Linked DNA regions of Sus scrofa: region 1 is linked to region 2. A link is a contact called in public HiChIP or PLAC-seq data. All regions are on one chromosome and are shown on one strand. Each heading gives the region's core, a stretch centred on a gene start, on an enhancer-like site or on the middle of the called end of the contact. The rest is flanking DNA. Distances are from core to core; before and after follow the strand shown. Region 1 overlaps ARL8A (ADP-ribosylation factor-like protein 8A). Region 2 overlaps NAV1 (neuron navigator 1).

Evidence for each region. HiChIP or PLAC-seq counts read pairs in DNA pulled down with a chosen protein or histone mark.
Region 1: a contact with region 2 is called in an H3K27ac HiChIP or PLAC-seq map of alveolar macrophages. The contact joins two enhancer-like sites. A contact is called at or near these places in 1 of 5 promoter capture datasets (fetal liver), 4 of 47 Hi-C or Micro-C datasets (embryonic fibroblasts, fetal heart ventricle, retroperitoneal adipose tissue and 1 more) and 1 of 2 datasets of contacts at active chromatin or transcription factors (alveolar macrophages).

What each region holds. Positions count from the first base shown.
Region 1 is chr10:24,314,805-24,319,247 of Sscrofa11.1, forward strand. It overlaps ARL8A (ADP-ribosylation factor-like protein 8A), which reads right to left. Exons shown (of 7, transcript XM_021064533.1): 2 at 3,769-3,849; 3 at 2,912-2,985; 4 at 2,086-2,179; 5 at 1,906-1,973; 6 at 1,652-1,722; 7 at 125-1,178. The coding sequence ends at 1,129. GPR37L1 (prosaposin receptor GPR37L1) reads left to right here. Exons shown (of 2, transcript XM_021064532.1): 2 at 1-289. Among named protein-coding and RNA genes, the nearest start is that of ARL8A, 7.2 kb to the right of the region's middle. Within about 2 kb of position 1,712, at least 16 of the 83 cell types and tissues checked have an H3K27ac peak or open chromatin away from gene starts, as enhancers often do. A contact at or near this core is called in alveolar macrophages, where this site is marked.
Region 2 is chr10:24,013,194-24,017,259 of Sscrofa11.1, forward strand. It overlaps NAV1 (neuron navigator 1), which reads left to right. Exons shown (of 31, transcript XM_021064517.1): 5 at 1,106-1,208. Among named protein-coding and RNA genes, the nearest start is that of IPO9, 95 kb to the right of the region's middle. Within about 2 kb of position 2,423, at least 32 of the 83 cell types and tissues checked have an H3K27ac peak or open chromatin away from gene starts, as enhancers often do. A contact at or near this core is called in alveolar macrophages, where this site is marked.

The DNA.
Region 1 (4,443 bases), core at 462-2,961, 300 kb after region 2:
TGTGCTCAGACTGAGCTGGTGCCTCCCTCTGGCCGTTGTGCCTGGGGTGGCGGTGGCCCGAGTCCCTGGGCCTGCGGGCATCCCACACCACCCATGGAAAATAAGCCGCACCATGGACCCCCCCCAACACAAAATCGTCATTTATTCTTGTTAGGAGGCAAAAAAATGTACAGTTACAAGAATCACTTTCCAAACAGAGGTTAAATATGAGCTGAAAAGTGTAAAAAAGGAAGAGGAACATCACTTTACAAATCATTAAATTAAACAAATAAACAAACAGAAAACAAAACCCAAAGAACCAACCCCCCGTGCTGAGTTCTCTCCTTGTGCAACCTGCAAAACGAGAACAGAAAATGAGGTGGCCATGGAGGTGGGGGCCCGGGGAGGGGCAGGGGCTGGGAGCCAGGAACAGGCAGGAGGAGCTGCTGGGGCACCGTGGACGCTGGCCCCCTGCCCTCTCAGCCCCCGGTCTCTGGCACCTGGTGGTGCCTGGTGGCCCTCCTGAGGCTGGGGACAGAGAAGGGCATCTCTGGAGGCTCCCGCCAGCCTGTGACATTCAAGCACTGTGGGGACAGGCCAGACTGGGAAGTAGAAAGAAACAGGGTTGGGGCCAGCCACCTGTGAGCAGGCTGGTACCTGCCCAGGTGCCCGCCTTACCTCTCCTGATCTGAACCCTCCCCAGCCAACCCCCTTCTCTTCAGAGCCCCCCCTCCCAGATCCTGACTGGCCCCTGCAGCATCAAATGGTTGATTTTAGTCTTTGCTTAAATTAAAAAATTAAAATATATATACATATATATACTGTACACACAGGACAATAACAGAAGAGTGTGGAAAAGGGAAGCAGGGCTTGGAGGAGAGAGGAGGCCGGGTTGTGGGGCCAGGGGCTGTAGGGGGAAGAGGAAGCAGCGCGGGGCGGGGGAGGTTAGGGGATCAGATGGGAGCGATTTATTTTACAATAAAATCAGGAGTTCAAACCTCAGCAGAACAGGACTCTGGGACGCCCAGAGGACCCCTCCCCACACCGAATAAGGAGGGGTGGGCTTTGAGGGGGGGCAGCGGGGAGGGGGGCGGGAGCTCGGCTTCAGTTTGGATGGCGGTCCCTGGTCAGAGGGGAGGGGCCGCAGTCTCAGCTTCTCCGTGACTTTGAGTGCTGGATAAGCCACTGTAGGGTGATGTCTGGGGAACAAGAGAGGAGGTTAGGGGGCTTCAGCGCTGGGCCTGCTGGGGGTAGAGCAAACGCCTGGGGAGTGGCAGGTCTGGGCTTCTTGGCTGCCCAGCTGGGGTCAATCTGAAGGGCATCACAAGCTCTGAAGGGCGTGGGGGGCAGGGACATCTGGCTACTGAGAAAGAGACAGAGCCGCGGAACCATTGGACGTGGCCGTCAGGCCTGGAAGGGGCCTGCGAATCGCCTGGGCCCACCCTGCCGCATCGCCCCACCCTGTGATGTCGCCCCACCCTGTGGTGACCCAGGTGGGGAAGTGAACCCCAAGGAGGTTCACACACTAGGCGACCACAGAGCCGGGGTGAGGCTCAGAAGCAGAATCCCACAGCACTCTGGGCTCCAAAGAAAAAGCCACGGCCCCAAAGCACCTGGAGTGCCTTCCCCTCCCGCCCCCGCCTCACGAATGCAGCGCCGCCTCCAGACCCACCAATGTTGTCCTTCTCTTTGCAGGAGATGGAGTAGCAGCAGATCTCTCGGTCCTGGATGGCAGACAGATTCCTGCAGGAGAGCGGAGAGTCTACTGAGGCTGCGCGGTGCAGAGGCTGCGGCGGGGAGGGCGGGGCTCGGGCAGGCGCTCTCTGCTGCCACCGTGCGGCGACCGCTAGCGCGGCGGCCAGCCCTCCGCGGTCAGGGGCCTGGGAATTTGGGGAGAGGGAGGGAGAGAAGAAATGCCAAACTCACATTTTCTCAATCAGCTCCTTCTCATCCAGCGCTCCCGGGAGGTCTCGCTTGTTACCCAGGACTAGGACCTGCAGAGGAGGGAGGAGAGGCTGGGTCCAGGGCAGCAGCAGGCAGGGCGCGCTTCTGCAGCCCCGCTGCACCCCCCCCCCCGGCCTCTGGTCCCGCCCCCAGCCCGCTGACCGGGATGCCCTGCAGCTGAGGCTTGTCCAGTAGGTTGTGGAGTTCATTCTTGGAGGCTTCGATCTTCTCTTGGTCAGCTGCGTCCACCATGTACCTGGGGAATGGCAGGGTGGGGACAAACAAGCAAGTGACCCCACGGCTGAGGGTGGGGAGAGAAGGGGCTCATCACCCTGGGGTCTATAGACCACCTGGGCAGGTGCCGGGAGAATGGTTTCTGAACCAAAGGGAGTGAGGACCTGCAGAATCCATCCAGTCCCTCCTCCAAAGACCCCGGAGAAGCTGCCAATGATGTGGCAAAGCGGGGTCCCAGAGGACTGGACCCAAGCTCTTCGCAGAGTGACCCCCTGTGTTCTGATGGGAGGACCAGATAAGGGGGTGAAGACAGCAGAGGAAGCCCCAGATGACTTTCTTGCATCAAGATGCCTTTTAAAAAATCAGGTTACTGGGTGTAAGACTGGCTGCAAGGATGTATTAATTTAACTGTAAATGGAGAGTCGCCTTTAAAAACTGTACACAAAATAAAAAACTTTGAAAACTCAGGTTAGAAACAATGAAAACTAAACAATCTTTTGTTTGGGCATATATATATATACATATGTAGGACAAAATTATTTTTAAGAAGCAAGGAAATGAACCATTACATCACATAAAACGGATGGGGTGAGTCTGGGTTGGGGGCAAGCGGGAGGCGGGACACGCAGGTGCTTCCAGGCGGAGTGGGCGATGCCCTGGTTCTGGAACTGGTTGGTGGCTGCCCAGGGGCTGTGCCAAACCAAAGGCAATTACAGGCGGGCGGGAGTCTCAGTGTCCCCCACCTGGCACTTACACAATGGCACTCACTCCTCGGCAGTAGCGCTCCCACATGCTACGGAAGCGGGGCTGTCCCCCGATGTCCCAGAGCTGAGCAAGAAGAGGGGAGATGTCTCACCAGCAGGCGGCCCCCAAATCCACCCTGGCTCCCACGTGTCCCCCCATTCCTTCCAGCTCCAGGTCCTGACTCCTCCAACCCAACCCCTGCTTTCATTTAGCTTCTCCTTCAGGGCCCCAGCCAACACCCCCCAACACACATGCCCCCAACACACAGACACACCTCAACACACACAAGCTCTAATACACATGCCCCAACATACAGACACACACTCCACACCCCCCCCAAGAGACACACCCAACACACCCAAGCTCTAATACATATACCCCAACACACACACACTCCACACACACACCCCCAACACACACACAAATACCCAACCCAGACACCCAACTCACAGACACACCCCAACACACAGAAGCTCCATATACACACCCCAACACAAAGACACATACACTCAACACACACACCTCCAACACACACACATGCCCAACACACCCCCAACACACACATATACCGAACACACAGACACACCCCAATACACACAAGTTCCAATACACATACCCCAATACACACAGACACAAACACACACACTCAACACCCCCAACACACATACACACAGCACACATCACGCCCCCACACACAGACACACACCCTCCACACACATGCTCTAACACCCTCCCAAAACACACAAGCTCCAACAGACATACCAACACACAGACACACACACTCAACACACAGACACATACTGTCAACACCCCCCCAAACACCCGGTCTTCCCACCCCCCCACCCCCTCGGCGGCCCGGGTGCCCACCTTGATGGTCACGTTGCCTTTCGTGATCTTGCGCATGTTGAAGCCCACGGTGGGGATCATGTCTTCATTGAACTGCCCCGACTGGAAGGAAGAGTCAGAATTGGAAAAGGGGCAAAAATGGCCAGGACCTGGGTTCCCAGCGCCGAGGACCAAAAAGCCACGGGAATCGGGCTGGAGTCTCAGGGGCAGCTCTGCGCTCCTGTGCTGCGTCAGGACGGGCCGTACCCAAGCCCCGTGTCCACCATGACCTGGGCTCTCAAAGTCTCTCAACCTGGACGGAGAGGGTCCTTCCTGAGGTCTGAGCCACCTCTCTCTGTTGGACCAGAAGCCCCTTCTCTTTACGTAGTCCCCGGTGGGGGCAAGTCACAGTAAACAGTCAAGGGAAGGGGACAGTTCCACGCTAGCAGTGAACACTCACGTCAAATCCTCAGCTGCTAAGTCAGCCACGCCCCGGAAGCAATGCACACAAAGCAATTGCTGCGTTTCTTCGTACTGCACCCATCTGCAGGCTGGATAATCCGCACTGTCCATCTGGCTCCCCCTAGACTGGGACCGCCCCCCCAAGGAGAGCCACCGTGTCTACACTGATGTTAGGGAACGTTTGCTCAGCAGAAGTAACTGTAATTCCGTTTCCTATAACCCACTTTATTCTTTTTAATTTTTAAATTTTTTTTT
Region 2 (4,066 bases), core at 1,173-3,672:
CAGGTGTTGTGAGGGTCCAACTTGATGCTGCCTGCTGAGAGTTGTCACGCTCGTCCCTGAGTCCCTCTTGGTCCCCTGCTCTTTGGGACTGCTCCGTCCCTGGGGTCGTGCGTGCCTTGTTCCTCATCTCTGCCAATCCCGTGGCAAGCACCACCCTGGCTCAGAAACCCACCTCTTGGCACCGAGTCCCGTGTTTTCACACAGGCACGTTATAGCACCAAGCTTTAAAAATAAATGTACATTTTCTGACCCTGTGTTCCATGCCAAGACATCCGCACAGCCCCAAGCAGCTCACAAGGTGACCCTTGCCAGGACAAATAGGCATGGGCGGCCACAGGCGTGACACACGAAGGCTTGTCTTTGTCCCCACCAGCCAGCTGCCTGGAGCTCCCAGAATGAGACCCCTCCCACCCAGACCCCAGAAGGGAGGGGCAGGCTGGACGGGGCATGGGGCTGGTCCTCAGGAAAGGTGCCTCAGAGGTTCTGGAAGGGCCTTGGGCCTGACTGCCTCCCGCCCTGGCTGACAAGACAGAGCAGCTGGGCTGAGCTTAGTCTTGGGGAAAAAATACCTCCTGGAGGGCACCTTTCTGGGTGGGGAGGGTGCATGGGCTCTGGGCAAGAACCGCAGAGGGTCCAGACAGGAGCCTGAGGGCAGAGCTCTTGGGCGCCTCTGCCAGCATCCCTGGGTCCCCGACGCTCCCTCTCAGGGAGGCTTTGGGGGATCTGCTTCCATTCCGCGACCTGGGTCCCAAGGTCAAGGACAAGTCTTGGGGCAGGGCTGACTGAGGTTTCTGCCCAAAGCCTGTCCCATCCGTTTTCCGCCTGGACTGGTGGAGGGAGGAGAAAGTTCCTGAGCCCTTCCTTCTTGCTCGTGCCCTTGGTTTGGGGTGTTTTCAGCCTGGGAGGTGGTGGGTACATTTCTGCTCTAGTTGAGTCTTCTCCAAGCTAGCATGCGCCCCTCACCTCCTGGGGATGTGGTCGCCCTGCACCTCTTGGCCCCTCACCTCCTGGGGATGCGGTCGCCCTGCACCTCCCGGCCCCTCACCTCCTGGGGATGCGGTCGCCCTGCACCTACCTCATCCAGCTCCTCCTCTTCTCCCCCTAGACCCAGAGTCCCAGAGGAAGAGGACAGTGCAGAATGTTCTGGATCTCCGACAGAACTTGGAAGAGACCATGTCCAGCCTGCGAGGGTCCCAGGTGACTCACAGGTGAGAGCGAGCTGCCCCCTTTCCCTCCATTGTGGAGAGCAGGGCCCATGACCTTGGCCCAGGCATTCGAGGTTGGCAGCCATGCACAGACACTCACCGTGGAGGCAGAGCTCCGGGTGGGGGCTCCCGCCACATCCACACGTCGGCAGGGGCAGCATGGCCTTGCCTGGTGTCTGCTTCTGCTTGAGAATTAGATTCTGTGTAATTAGGTTGGAGCATCATTGGAAGTGGGATGGGCAGCAGAAGCCACCGCAGGGCTCAGGGTGTGCCCATCCACGCCCTCCCCGCTGCTTTGCCTCACCATCGCCAGGAGCTGTTCCCTCCCTTCCTCTTCCGCTTCTGAAGCCTCTACTGTGCCCTTCCCGACACCCAGGGTCGTTCTTGCCCCTTCAGCCGGTGGCCACACAGTGGCCTGCATTCCACGCCACGTGGACGCCCCTCCACCTGCTCCTCGAGGCACCTGGGCTCTGGCCGCCGGGCGGGGTGCTCAGCCCTCCCATGGCACCTCTCCTACACCGGCATCCTGGCCGCAGGCTCTGCGTGACTCAAAGTTTCCCCACTGGCTCCTCGGGCTGCCCGGATGAGCTCATGCTGTCAGCTCCAAGGGGGACGGAAGGCTGGGCTACACCCTGGGGGTGGAGGGGAGCAAACCGCCAGGATTGAGAAATCCTGGGGGGCGTAGAGCAGGAAGGCTGAGAGAGGGGGACAGGCAGCCTCTCCAGCTGGACTGGAAGTCGGTTCCTCCCCGCCTCCTGGGGTTGGAAAATGAGAACAAAGTTGGGATACAGGGGCAAGGGGAAAGGGCTTTTCATAGCCCAAGTGTGTGGCCAAGTGAAGTCCAGACTAAAGTTGCATACCTCCAGTGACAGAGAGCTCATCACCTCTCAGCCCTCCTCTCCTTGTGGAGGTGGCGGGGGGTGGGAGGGATGGTTATGAAGCAGAGCTGAAATCAGGCCTCAGGGGCTCCTCCACCCCCACGTCGCCTCGCCTTCATTTCTCCATCCTTCACAGCCCTGAGTGGGAATCCAAGTGGGACAGAGGTCTGGCTCGGCCTGGCTCACCATTTCAGGGTCACAGCAGATCAAATCTTGAACGTCCTCCTCCCCCAGCCAGGGAAGGCGTTGGAACAGGGCTCAGCACCAGCTCACCCACCAGCCCCGTGCCAAGAAGGTACCAAGTGCTTGGTTCCTGTGAGGGCCACGCCCAAAGTGACTCACCCACGGGCAAGAACAGAAGCAGCAGCCTGGCCTCCTGTTCCCCTGCCTCCCAGCCCCCAGCCTCCCACGTTAAGGCAGCCTGACCTCAGGCAGACTCTGCTTTCTGCTTGGCCGGGGCGGAGTGGGAAGACGGAGGCCAGAAGCCGTTTGCTTGAGGTTGACTGGCTTGCAGGGAGCGCCTCTGGCCTCTGGCTTCTCTCTCCCCTTATGGGAGGAACCCAGAGCCCTGAAGCTGGTTTTTCTGTTTACTCTGGACCCAGGGCCACTTCCTCTCTTGGCCTTTGGTTTAGATTACTCCTGGTCCACACTTTGGTAGCCAGAACAATGACTCCCTTAGTTTGTATGGCTCATTTATTGATGAAAGTGTGCTTTCTATCAGTCGGCCCTTCCTTCTGCCCTGGGAGGAGTGGACAGGATGTGTACACATCCCCTGAGTCGGAGAAAGAGCCGTGGGAGGCCGGGGGAAGGGGTCACATGCTGGAGTCACACAGACCAATCGGGGTGGCTTCTGCATCCAGCGAGCTTAGAGCCCAGCCGGCTGTGCACAGGCGCCGTGCTGGACAAACCCAGCCTCCATCCCGGAGGAGCCTGTGGTCCAGTAAGGCTACTGCCACGCTGGAGCTCACAGGCTGAGCCTAGATTCAGTTCCTTTTTGGAAACCTTACCTCCAGCCCTGCTTCCTCTGTTTCTCTGACTGGTTCCCCCAGCAAGGAGAGAGGCTGGGCTAGCGGGCTGGGGCGGGAGAGGAAACGGAATCCCCCTGCCACTGCATCATGCCCTCTACCCCAACAGTGTCCTCCCCAGAGAGTTGCAAGGTGGAAGGGCTGAATCCAGGACCCAAGTTTGGGCTAGAATGTCCTTTGCCTACTCAAAGGGGTCTAGAGGTGCAGCTGGGAATAAAGACAGGCAGCGAGCTGGAGTGGTACCTATAGGGCAGAACGCTGAACAGGCTGCCTGCCAGGACCAGTGGGCGAGGCAAGGGCCTGCCCCACCCCTGTGGCTTGAGCACCAGGTACCCACCTGGCACTGTGCAGACTTCGATACGGGGGAGGGGGGTGTGACACAGGCCACCACGCAGGACCAGGGGCTCGCCTTCAGGGAACCTCCATCCTCTCCCAGGGCTGCAGTAAGCAGAACAGGGTGTGACACAAGGGACAGACAGAATGGCCCAAGGGGAGAAGCTGGAGGAGAAAAACCATTTTCTCACCATTGGTAGAGACAGTTTTGGAGGATTTGGGGCCCTTTAAGGAACTTTACAAAAACAGGAATAGAAAAAGCAGTGTCCCAGACCCATCTGACCCCCTAGAGTGACTAAAAATGGATGTCTTCGCAGAGTTAAGGTTCCAGTGCTTTGCGTAACACATGTTGCCTCCCCCCCACACCCCCGTGCCCAGCTTTCTTGGCCCCCAGATCCCATGTCGAGAATCAGCTCCGTCTGGCTTTATTCAGGCCCAGCCACTGAGACCCTCCCTATGGTTGATTTGGGCTGGGTGGGATTGTGGGGTTCTGAGTGGCCTGTCCAAGTAGACCCCACTCTGCTTTCTCCTCTGCAGCCCCTGTGGCCCTGGGGAACAAAGGACACCTCGCTCTAGAGGCCCGGACCCCTGGACTCTGGCTGTCCAGCACTAAGCTGCCTCCCTG